Linked DNA regions of Callithrix jacchus: region 2 is linked to region 1. The links are chromatin contacts, called in public Hi-C maps. All regions are on one chromosome and are shown on one strand. Each heading gives the region's core, a stretch centred on a gene start, on an enhancer-like site or on the middle of the called end of the contact. The rest is flanking DNA. Distances are from core to core; before and after follow the strand shown. Region 1 holds the start of PPM1B (protein phosphatase, Mg2+/Mn2+ dependent 1B). Region 2 has its middle 49 kb from the start of PPM1B.

Region 1 (4,659 bases), core at 1,194-3,693:
AGGTGAATTACTAACATAAAACAGTATTTACTGACATGACTGAACTGAAAAGGCCTTTCACCTATTCCTAGAGTCTTCACAGAAATCAGATACCCAGTGTAAGAAAACGGTGTTGAAAGCTCTGCTGGTCACTTCAAAGAGAATAATCACATCAACAAATCCAAACGATAACGTACTAGAAACTGGGGAAATCTTAAAGTATGAAAGCTCAAATAAAAATGCCACTGCACGCTAATATACAATAACACAAAGAACCACTGCAGAAACTGTCATAAGACTTTATGAGAGCAAAAATAAATGAAGAGGTGAAAACACAACGACCATTAAGAAAAAAAAAACAAAGAAGGCATTGAGAGAAGAAGCACAGAATAAAGATTATCCCTGAAAGAAAATCTGTTGACTAAAAAATATTCTACTTAATTTTAAAATTTCGATTAGAAAAACACACTGTCCATTTAGCAGACCTACAAAAATATTTCCTTAAAAAAAATTACCATTACTTCAACTATATTTTTAAAAGGCCTGTCCACTTGGAAAAGACTATCATAATAATTAGAATAACTTGTCTCACTATTTACTCAGAAATGCTCTATTTAAAAGTAGGCCAACAATAGGAACTTTGCTATTGCACAACAGAGAAAGTAAATGAAATAACATCTATTAACATTCAGTGTCCATGGCATGTTTCTCCACCTCCTAGAACATACTGTGACTTACACTGTCCACCCTGAACAATTTACCACTTCTTCACCCATGCAGTAGCTCAAATAAAGACAGTTCCTGTGTTAATCCCACAATAAACCTCAGTAATTCTCACATCACCATAGTTGTAAACGTTTGTTAACAGAAAAAGAATGTTTTTCCTAAAATAGCTACGTAACACTAAGGCTACTCAAATTCCTAAATAATCCTTTTACAACATGCCTGCCAACTTTACAATACATTAAACATGTGGAGCCTAATTTAAAAGCTCTTTAACTGTGACTTTATCAAAACAGCTTCCTAGTTACTAATATAAAGTCTCTTTTTAAAAAAGCTTTCAAGTTTTTCTTAGAAGAAATTGAATATTGATGAATTTGGGCTGCTATCAAATGCTTAAGAAGCTTTTTTTTTTTTTTTTTTTTTTTGCCAAATAACATGGGCAAAAGTCCTAGATCTGCTAAATCTGACATGAGAGGTCATGCAATTTTAAAAAATGAAGAAATAACTATTTCCAGCACTCACTGAGCCCTTCATTTAAAAAATTATTTTCAGTATTATTTTCACACAGTACGTTTAATAATACAATTTTTTTTTAAGGCTGTTAGGCTTAAAGTATAAAAAACTTATCTACCATATAAGGCTAGTCAGTCTATACTCTTAATGGGGCTCCGGTAGATTTGGGGCACTGACAGTAAGCGGCAGTTTCAATTAAGAACTTCAGTGTTAGGAATGACATCCGAAAAGGATGGTGCTGGGGAAGGCAGGCAAGAGATGCCGAAGTACGATGAGAAGAGAAACACACGATTTAAAGGCACTAAGGAAGGAAAGCGAGGTCAGAACGCATAGACAGCAAGGAGAGAAAGACGATTTAACAAGGAAGTGAAGTGGAGCGCAGAGGAGGGCAGAAGCTGATGAGGAAACGAATGGGAAAAGGCAGTGTTTTCAAACAGTGCATGCATCTGCAAGAGTCGAGCCAAGGCTTGGGGAGCCCCAGTGCTTTCGTGTGAAAGAGACGCTTGCAGACTAAAGCGGAGGGAAGGGAGAATCAATTGGCTTCCAGGCGTTCGAGCAGACTCCCATTCTCTCCCCGCGCCTCTCCCAGCCCTCAGCCGAGCGGAGGCGGCTGCTGGGAAAGGGGCCTACCCGAGAGCCAGGCCCGGCGTTCCCCTGCCTAGGCTCCGGGGCAGCGGGGAAAGTGGCGAGGATTCGGAAGGACAGAGGCCCCGGCCGCGGCTTGGCGGCACCGCGAAAACCGGCCCGGGGCCCGGGGCCTCGGAAGCACTGCTGGTCAGCCGCTTCCCCTCCTGCGGGGCGCCAGGCGGCCTTACCTGAGGCAAAGGAGGGAGGATTGATCTAGGGCGCCTCGCTTACGCCCGCCGCGGAGCCCCCCGCGGTACTCAGCCCAAGTTTCCAACGGAGGCGCGACCCTGCCTCAGCTGCCGCTTCCCCCTCGGGGTCTCGACCGCCGCCTCCGGGGCTGCTTACACCGCCGGGCCCCTCACGCCGCCGCCGCCGCCGCTGCTGCCGCCTTCTCTCCACCCTAGCGCCGTTGCCGATTCGGCCGCCGCCACCTCCTCCGCCGCAGCCTCGTCTCTCTGGAGCATCTTCCAACCACCAACCCTGAGAATCAGAGACTCCAGCCGCGCCGGCAGGAAACTCCCCCGCAACTGCTAGGGGAACCAGGCAGTCAGAGAACCGGCGGCTTTTCCGCCATTGAGCAGCAGCCGCTCGGCTCCTTCTGCAACCCCCTCCCTGCACCCTAGTCCTTCCCCGCCCCTCAGGGAGCCCCGCCCCCAGCTCCCACCCACTGGGATGCCGCGCACCCTCTCGCGGCTTCCAGTTTGCTGGGAGTCTTGTCAATCACCGCTCTCCCTCCCAGCGCGGCTCCCTCCGCACCTCGGTACTTAGTTTACCCCGCCCACCCTGCCCCGCCTCTGACTTTCTAATTTCCCATTGGGCATCAGTGGCCACTTTCAATTGGCAAGGTCAACTGTCCATCAAACACCGCCCACTAAGTGTGACCCAACCCTTCATTACCATTTACTTCATTCGGCCCTGCCTCCGCCAGGTCCTACCTCCCGGACGTCACGGACCAGCCCCCACTACCAGTCATAAGCAGAGCCCTCCGTCAATCAAATAACGCCCACCTGCGCCCCTCCTAGCAAAGCCCAGGCCCCAGCGATCCCGTTTTTTTATTGGTCCAAATCGTGATTCGAACCCCCAGTCACTGGCTTTCTCTGCGTGTCAGTCACTGAGCCAATTTCCAAGTCCGTCACACCGGCTTTTTTCAAATGAACTCGCAAAAGGCGGGGAAGTATCTGGAAAGCTATAGGTTCGTCTTAGAAAACGGTCAAACCCAGAGAGTGTACGGATCCTTTCCGTTCTGTGAGGACCGTGACCCCTTGTATTTGACCTCTAAGCCATGCGTAAAATAAGCGCCATAAGAGACCAAGGAGCAGTCCAGCTATAGGTGTGGACGCCTGGTCCCATCCGGAATTGCAGGGACTTGGCTACTGATTGGCTAAGAAAGTCTTCCTAGGGCCTCATTGGAGGATCTGAACGCCTCTCTTCGGCGTAGAGACGGGAAGGGATGGCTCAGGACAAGAAGCGGGCTGGGGAGACACGGTTGTTTTGCTTCAGCCTCGGGTGGGGCGCACGCGGGAGTGGGAAACTAGGCAGGCCGGGCTCTGGGGAGGTGTTGCAGGGAGGGGAAAGACCCGGATGTTCCCTAACAATGAAGTCATCGCCGACCTATCATAGCCGGCGAGCGGGTATACCTGCCTGACCTGTCCCCTGGAGGGAGGAGAGTGGGCGGGAAATTGAGGTGTCGGAAGAGCCCGGAAAGCAGCGTGAGAAAGTGGGACAGGTGTTCCCTTCAGGAGGATTCTGTGCTATTAGAGACTGTTTTTATACCAGCCCTCGACATTCCCGTATTTTGTTTCTCAGTCACATTGATTTTTAAAACTCCCGGCCTAGTCTCTTGACATGGACTCGTTCATTCTGCAGTTATTGACCGCCTGCTGTTTGCCAGGCACAATACAATAATAAATTAGGCAATCGCGGTACAAGATGATAGGCGCTATAATTGAAACGTGCGCAAGGGCTGATGATGACATAAATGGTCTTCCTTGTGCATAGGTTTACCAAGAAAGGCTTCACAAAGACACAGGTTGAGTCAAGAATGAATGAGAGAGGTTTAACAAGCCGATGAGGAAAGTGGGCATGACTCCTTGTAGAAGACGATGCTGCCGTGTTAGTTTTCTAAACCAGAAACAAAAGTAAAGTAATAGAGGTATTCTAATACTTTATGATAGATTTTTTTTTTTAATCCGAATGTCCTAAAAGAGGACTTAAACCTAACTCCTTTGTTGTAAATTGGTTTGGGCAGACAATTTAAGCTTAGACACAACAGAGTGCTCTTCAGGTTAGGGGTTGTCAACGTTTTGTAGAAAAGGGCAAATTAAAAAAAAAAAATTAAACGGGTAATAGGATAATTGCCCATGCCGTCAAAAAAACAGCAGAAACAAAGACTTAATTGCAATTCAGGTATGGGTTTTGTTTTTTGTTTTTTAAGCAAGCATATTTTACTTTGTAATCAGATAAATCTTTTTTTTTTGAGACGGAGTTTCGCTGTTGTTACCCAGGCCGGAGTGCAATGGCGTGATCTCGGCTCACCACAACCTCCGCCTCCTGGGTTCAGGCAATTCTCCTGCCTTAGCCTCCCGAGTAGCTGGGACTACAGGCACGCACCACCATGCCCAGCTAATTTTTGTATTTTTAGTAGAGACGGAGTTTCACCTTGTTGACCAGGATGGTCTCGATCTCTTGACCTCGTGATCCACCTGCCTAGGCCTCCCAAAATGCTGGGATTATAGGCGTGAGCCACCGCGCCTGGCCTGTAATCAGATAAATCTTAAAAATGCAGTCCAAAAAGCATGTGATTTAGTAAGAGATTTT
Region 2 (4,659 bases), core at 543-3,042, 49 kb after region 1:
AAGTTAGCTCTAGGCCAAATTTTTGTAAGAGTGAAGCTCATTTTCTGCCCCTCTCAGAACCCTGTGTTGATTTTATTTCTCCCTTCAAAGCCTCTAGCACCCTCAAACTGCTCCTTCTCCTAGGCCTGCTATCCTGGCTGACTCAAGCTGATGCTCCATTGTAGGGCTATGCAAGACGGGCATTCTCCTACCTCCCACCTTCCTACTCTTCTTTATTCCCTCACATCACAATTTACCTGTCTGTTTACTCAGGGAGCTGTTAAATCAGGAGCTAAAGGAAGCATCATCTTTTTATTTTTAGCATCTGATGTAGGATAGCTGTACAAAGTTGATTTTTTTTTTCTGAGATGGAGTCTTGCTCTGTCACCCAGGCTGGAGTGCAATGGCATGATCCTGGCTCACTGCAACCTCTGCCTCCCAGGTTCAAGTGATTCTCCTGCCTCAGTCTCCCAAATAGCTGGGATTACAGGCACATGCCACTGTGCCTGGCTAATTTTTGTATTTTTAGTAGAGATGGGGTTTCACCATGTTGATCAGGCTGGTCTTGAACTCCTGACCTCGGTTGATCCACCTGTCTCAGCCTCCCAAAGTGCTGGGATTATAGGTATTAGCCACTGTGTCCAGCCCAAAGATGATTTTTAAGTGGATACTGGTCTCGAACTCCTGGTCTCAAGCAATTCTCTTGCCTTGGCCTCCTGAAGTGCTGGGATTACAGGCATGAGTCACGACACCTGGCCCTGTTGATAGCCAATAATTTGGAGGGAGATATTTTGGAGGGAGGATGGGTCTTCTATTCCTCTTGTCTCCTTTTAGGAGAACTTCCATTTGTGGATAAGACTATTTGACTGGGCTTAGAGATAACTTTTCCTGGTCACTGCCTGAGTGTGGATATAGAAGTAGAAAAAACTTGCCGGGCGTGGTGGCTCATGCCTGTAATCCTAGCACTTTGGGAGGCCAAGGTGGGTGGATCACCTGAGGTCAGGAGTTCAAGACCAGCCTGACCATCATGGTGAAACCCCATCTTTATAAAAAAAAAAAAAAAGGAAGCAGGAAAAACTTCTTCTGCACTCTTAAGTTCCTTACTTGGAATGTGCAAATTAAACTGACAAAAGCAGATTCACAGGAGAAAAGGCATACAAATTGTATTTTATGTGCAAGGGGATTCACAACAAAGAAGTGAAAACCCAAACAAGTGATTAGACCTGAGGGCTTATACACCATTTTATTTTATTTATTTATTTTTTGAGATGGCGTTTCGCTGTTGTTACCCAGGCTGGAGTGCGATGGCATGATCTTGGCTCACCACAACCTCTGCCTCCTGGGTTCAAGCAATTCTCCTGCCTCAGCCTCCTGAGTAGCTGGGACTACAGGTGCGCACCACCATGCCCAGCTAATTATTGTATTTTTAGTAGAGATGGGGGTTTCACCTTGTTGACCAGGATGGTCTCGATCTCTTGACCTCGTGATCCACCCACCTCGGCCTCCCAAAGTGCTGAGATTATAGGCGTGAGCCACCGCCCCCCTCCGCCCCCCACTTATATACCATTTTAACAAATGGCAATAAATTGTGGACAAGCAACTAGACAAAGGAAAAAGGCATTTGGGTTATAGAGAGGTAAACTGTGGGAAGGTGACTAGAAAATGTATGATATATAAAGGTTTTTAGTAAGGTTTGTTATGCAGATTCAAGTTGTCCCTGGTGATAAGAGTTGTCTCTGGAGTCATTCTCGTCTCCCTTATATGAGAGAGTGGGACACTTTTACAAATGAAAATTTATGCCCTGCTTCTAGGGAGAAAGACAAAAGCCATTTGTTTCTGCTGTTTCTCAATTATGTTAAGCTCAAGTAGTCCTTATGCCAAAGTGACATATTGAGGTGGCATATTCTGATTCCCTTCATTGGTATTTTAAAAGAAGAGATATATTAAAGCCCCTCTTCCCCACCAAGGATTCCCACACAGCAGCAGAGTCAGATAGGAAGTTTAATGAAATAATAAAGCAGGCATTGCCCTAGAAATCAGAGCACAGTCCAGTTCTCTCTGTAACCTGATTCCACCATTCACTTTTAATTTAGCCATATTACTGTAAGTTTATTAAAAGAAACTTAAATTATTATTTTGACTATGTGCTTGCTTATACTTAACCATAATGTTGCCCATAACACTCTTAATAAAAGGAATTTAAATAGATAGGTTGAATATATGCTTATGTATACTTAATCAGAATTTGACCCATAATACTCAGTGTCATTGTGTCTCACAAAATGTCCTAGATATACTGTGATCTTATTTCTAGTAGCTAAATAAGCTAATCCCCATAAAGCCACATGAGTACTCCACTGTAATGTAGTACAAGGAAGAATTAGGATGTTCTCAGTAGGCAACTGCAATAAGCTACATGCTGAGTCACTGAGCTGATCTATTTTTAATCCAATGAGCGAAACTTCTATTTGGTGTGACCTTATCTGAATGATATCTTTGCAGAGCTTGTAAAAACTACACCATTCCAAAAAATTAAGACAATGTTCATTTTCATGACTCTCTGACAAAATAATTATGCTGCTTATTCAGTTAGACATAAATCTTTTATTTTAACAAGATATTGAGTAAGTATTACCTTTATAAAGCCAGATAGGCAGCCAAGATGTAAAAACAAAACAAAATGAAAGAAAGCTTAATAAAATGAAATTTCTATTTTTCTTTGAGAATTTATCTACATAGTAATAATAATGGAAATGTATTACTTGTGGCACAAAGTATATGCTTGTTTTACATATAGTTCTCTGTACAGAAAAACTAAACTAAGGTCATTGCAAAAAAAAAAAAACTAAGGTCATTGCATGATACTCCTTTTGATGGTGTCAAAGTAGGTGAACAAATAGCTTTGTTATTGGTGGAAAATGTTCCATCAAAATTGTCAAACTCCTGATGGTATAACCAGGAAAAAAAAACCACTAGCATTTGTAAGCCCACTATCAAATAGGAAAGGCAAAATTTTGTAATCGGAAACTAGGTAGAATTTGTTAGTTATTCCCTTTTTAATTTCCACAAGAAAAGAAATAATTTGATGCCAATTGTTTAAAAAGATTGAGAGAGATGCTAATGTCTGGTGTTAGTTAATTGTCTCTTGTTAAGAAAATCATACACAGGATACTTTTAGATCAGGGACAAAGCATCATTGTAAAATTGTATAGGATAGGAGGACTTCAGTTTATCAAGTCTAAGGATTTTTGTCCATGGAGTTGGGATTCATTAATTGATATTTTAGATGAATTTCCTTTAAAGACTTCAGCAAATTAACATAGTTATTTTTCATCTTCCAGGCAACAGAGACATCTTCTTAGCAATAGCCTTGGGAATATGGATCTAGAAACCCCATTTCCACTTTTGAGTCATACCTACCAGCAAAATCTTTTTCCCACTAATTTTCTTTTTTTTTGAGATGGAGTTCCACTCTGTCACCCAGGCTGGAGTGCAGTGGTGCAATCTCAGCTCACTACAACCTCTGCCTCCCGGGTTCAAGCCATTCTCCTGCCTCAGCCTCCCAAATAGCTGGAATTACAGTCACGCCACCACGCCAGGATAATTTTTGTATTTTTAGTAGAGACAGAGTTTCACCATGTTGGCCGTGCTGGTCGAACTCCCGACCTCAGGAGATCCACCTACTCAGCCTCCCAAAGTGCTAGGATTACAGACACTAGCCCATCCCTCCTACAAATTTTCTGGAGTCAAGACTATCCTTAAAACTGTGGTCAATAATTTCTTAGAAAGTTAGAGGGTCCTAAGGTAGTTGAGACTAACAATGGGAAATTCTACCTTTGGGGTGTCTTTCATCTTCCAAATTCACAATGCATATATGTGTATATAAAATACAAGAATACAACATTAGAAACTGGACATTAAAAATGATATTCACCTTTCATTGTAGATATTGCAAATTGCCTACCCCCAATTACTCTTCTCTTCCTTCTTCCTAATGTAAATTCAGTTTGTTCAGATTGGCAGAGTACCCAGTTAAAAATATTTAACTCCCTGGTCGCCTTTGCAGCTAGCAGTGGCCATGCAACCCAGTTCTGGCAGATAAAATGTAAGTGGATGTCTATGGCATGGAATTTCCAGAGAAGCTACTGTTTTCCTGATTCAAAGGAAGTTTCCAGAGAAAATATTATTTTCTGGAGTCAGAAAAAGCTGACTTCGTTCTATTGTCCTTCCCATTTCTCTTTTGCCATTCATCCCACCTAAAACAAGAATCTGATAAGTGGAGGTAGGGCATCCATCTTGCAACCATGAGAATAAAATCACAAAGAAAGGACAGTAGGAGAGAATGAAAGGAATCTGTAGACATCCTTGAACAGCTGCACCAACCATGCCTGCTTCTAGAATTCCTAGATAAAATGCATGTTGCCCAGTTAAACTTGTATGTGCAACATATTTATACTAAAAAATTGTTTGTTGTTTATCTGAAATTCAAATTTAACTGGGTTCATTGCTTTCTATTTCCTAAAGCTGGCTACCCTGTCTGCCTCTAGACATCTTGTTATTTGAAAATATTACAACCTTATTTATTTATTTTTTTTCAGACGGGGGTCTAACTCTGTCACTGAGGCTGGAGTGCAGTGGCATGAACATGGCTCATTGTGGCCTTGACTTCCTAGACTCAAG

What was found. A called contact is a pair of places that touch in the nucleus more often than the background predicts.
Region 2: a contact with region 1 is called in a Hi-C map of skeletal muscle, with 2.7 times the contacts expected there. The contact joins the enhancer-like site here to the promoter of PPM1B in region 1. A contact is called at or near these places in 2 of 3 Hi-C or Micro-C datasets (both in skeletal muscle).

The regions. Positions count from the first base shown.
Region 1 is chr14:70,653,745-70,658,403 of calJac240_pri, forward strand. It overlaps PPM1B (protein phosphatase, Mg2+/Mn2+ dependent 1B), which reads right to left and starts at 2,444. Exons shown (of 6, transcript XM_017964363.4): 1 at 2,031-2,444. It also overlaps the pseudogene LOC100391763.
Region 2 is chr14:70,703,034-70,707,692 of calJac240_pri, forward strand. No RefSeq gene overlaps it. Among named protein-coding and RNA genes, the nearest start is that of PPM1B, 49 kb to the left of the region's middle. Within about 2 kb of position 1,793, at least 1 of the 16 cell types and tissues checked has an H3K27ac peak or open chromatin away from gene starts, as enhancers often do. A contact at or near this core is called in skeletal muscle, where this site is marked.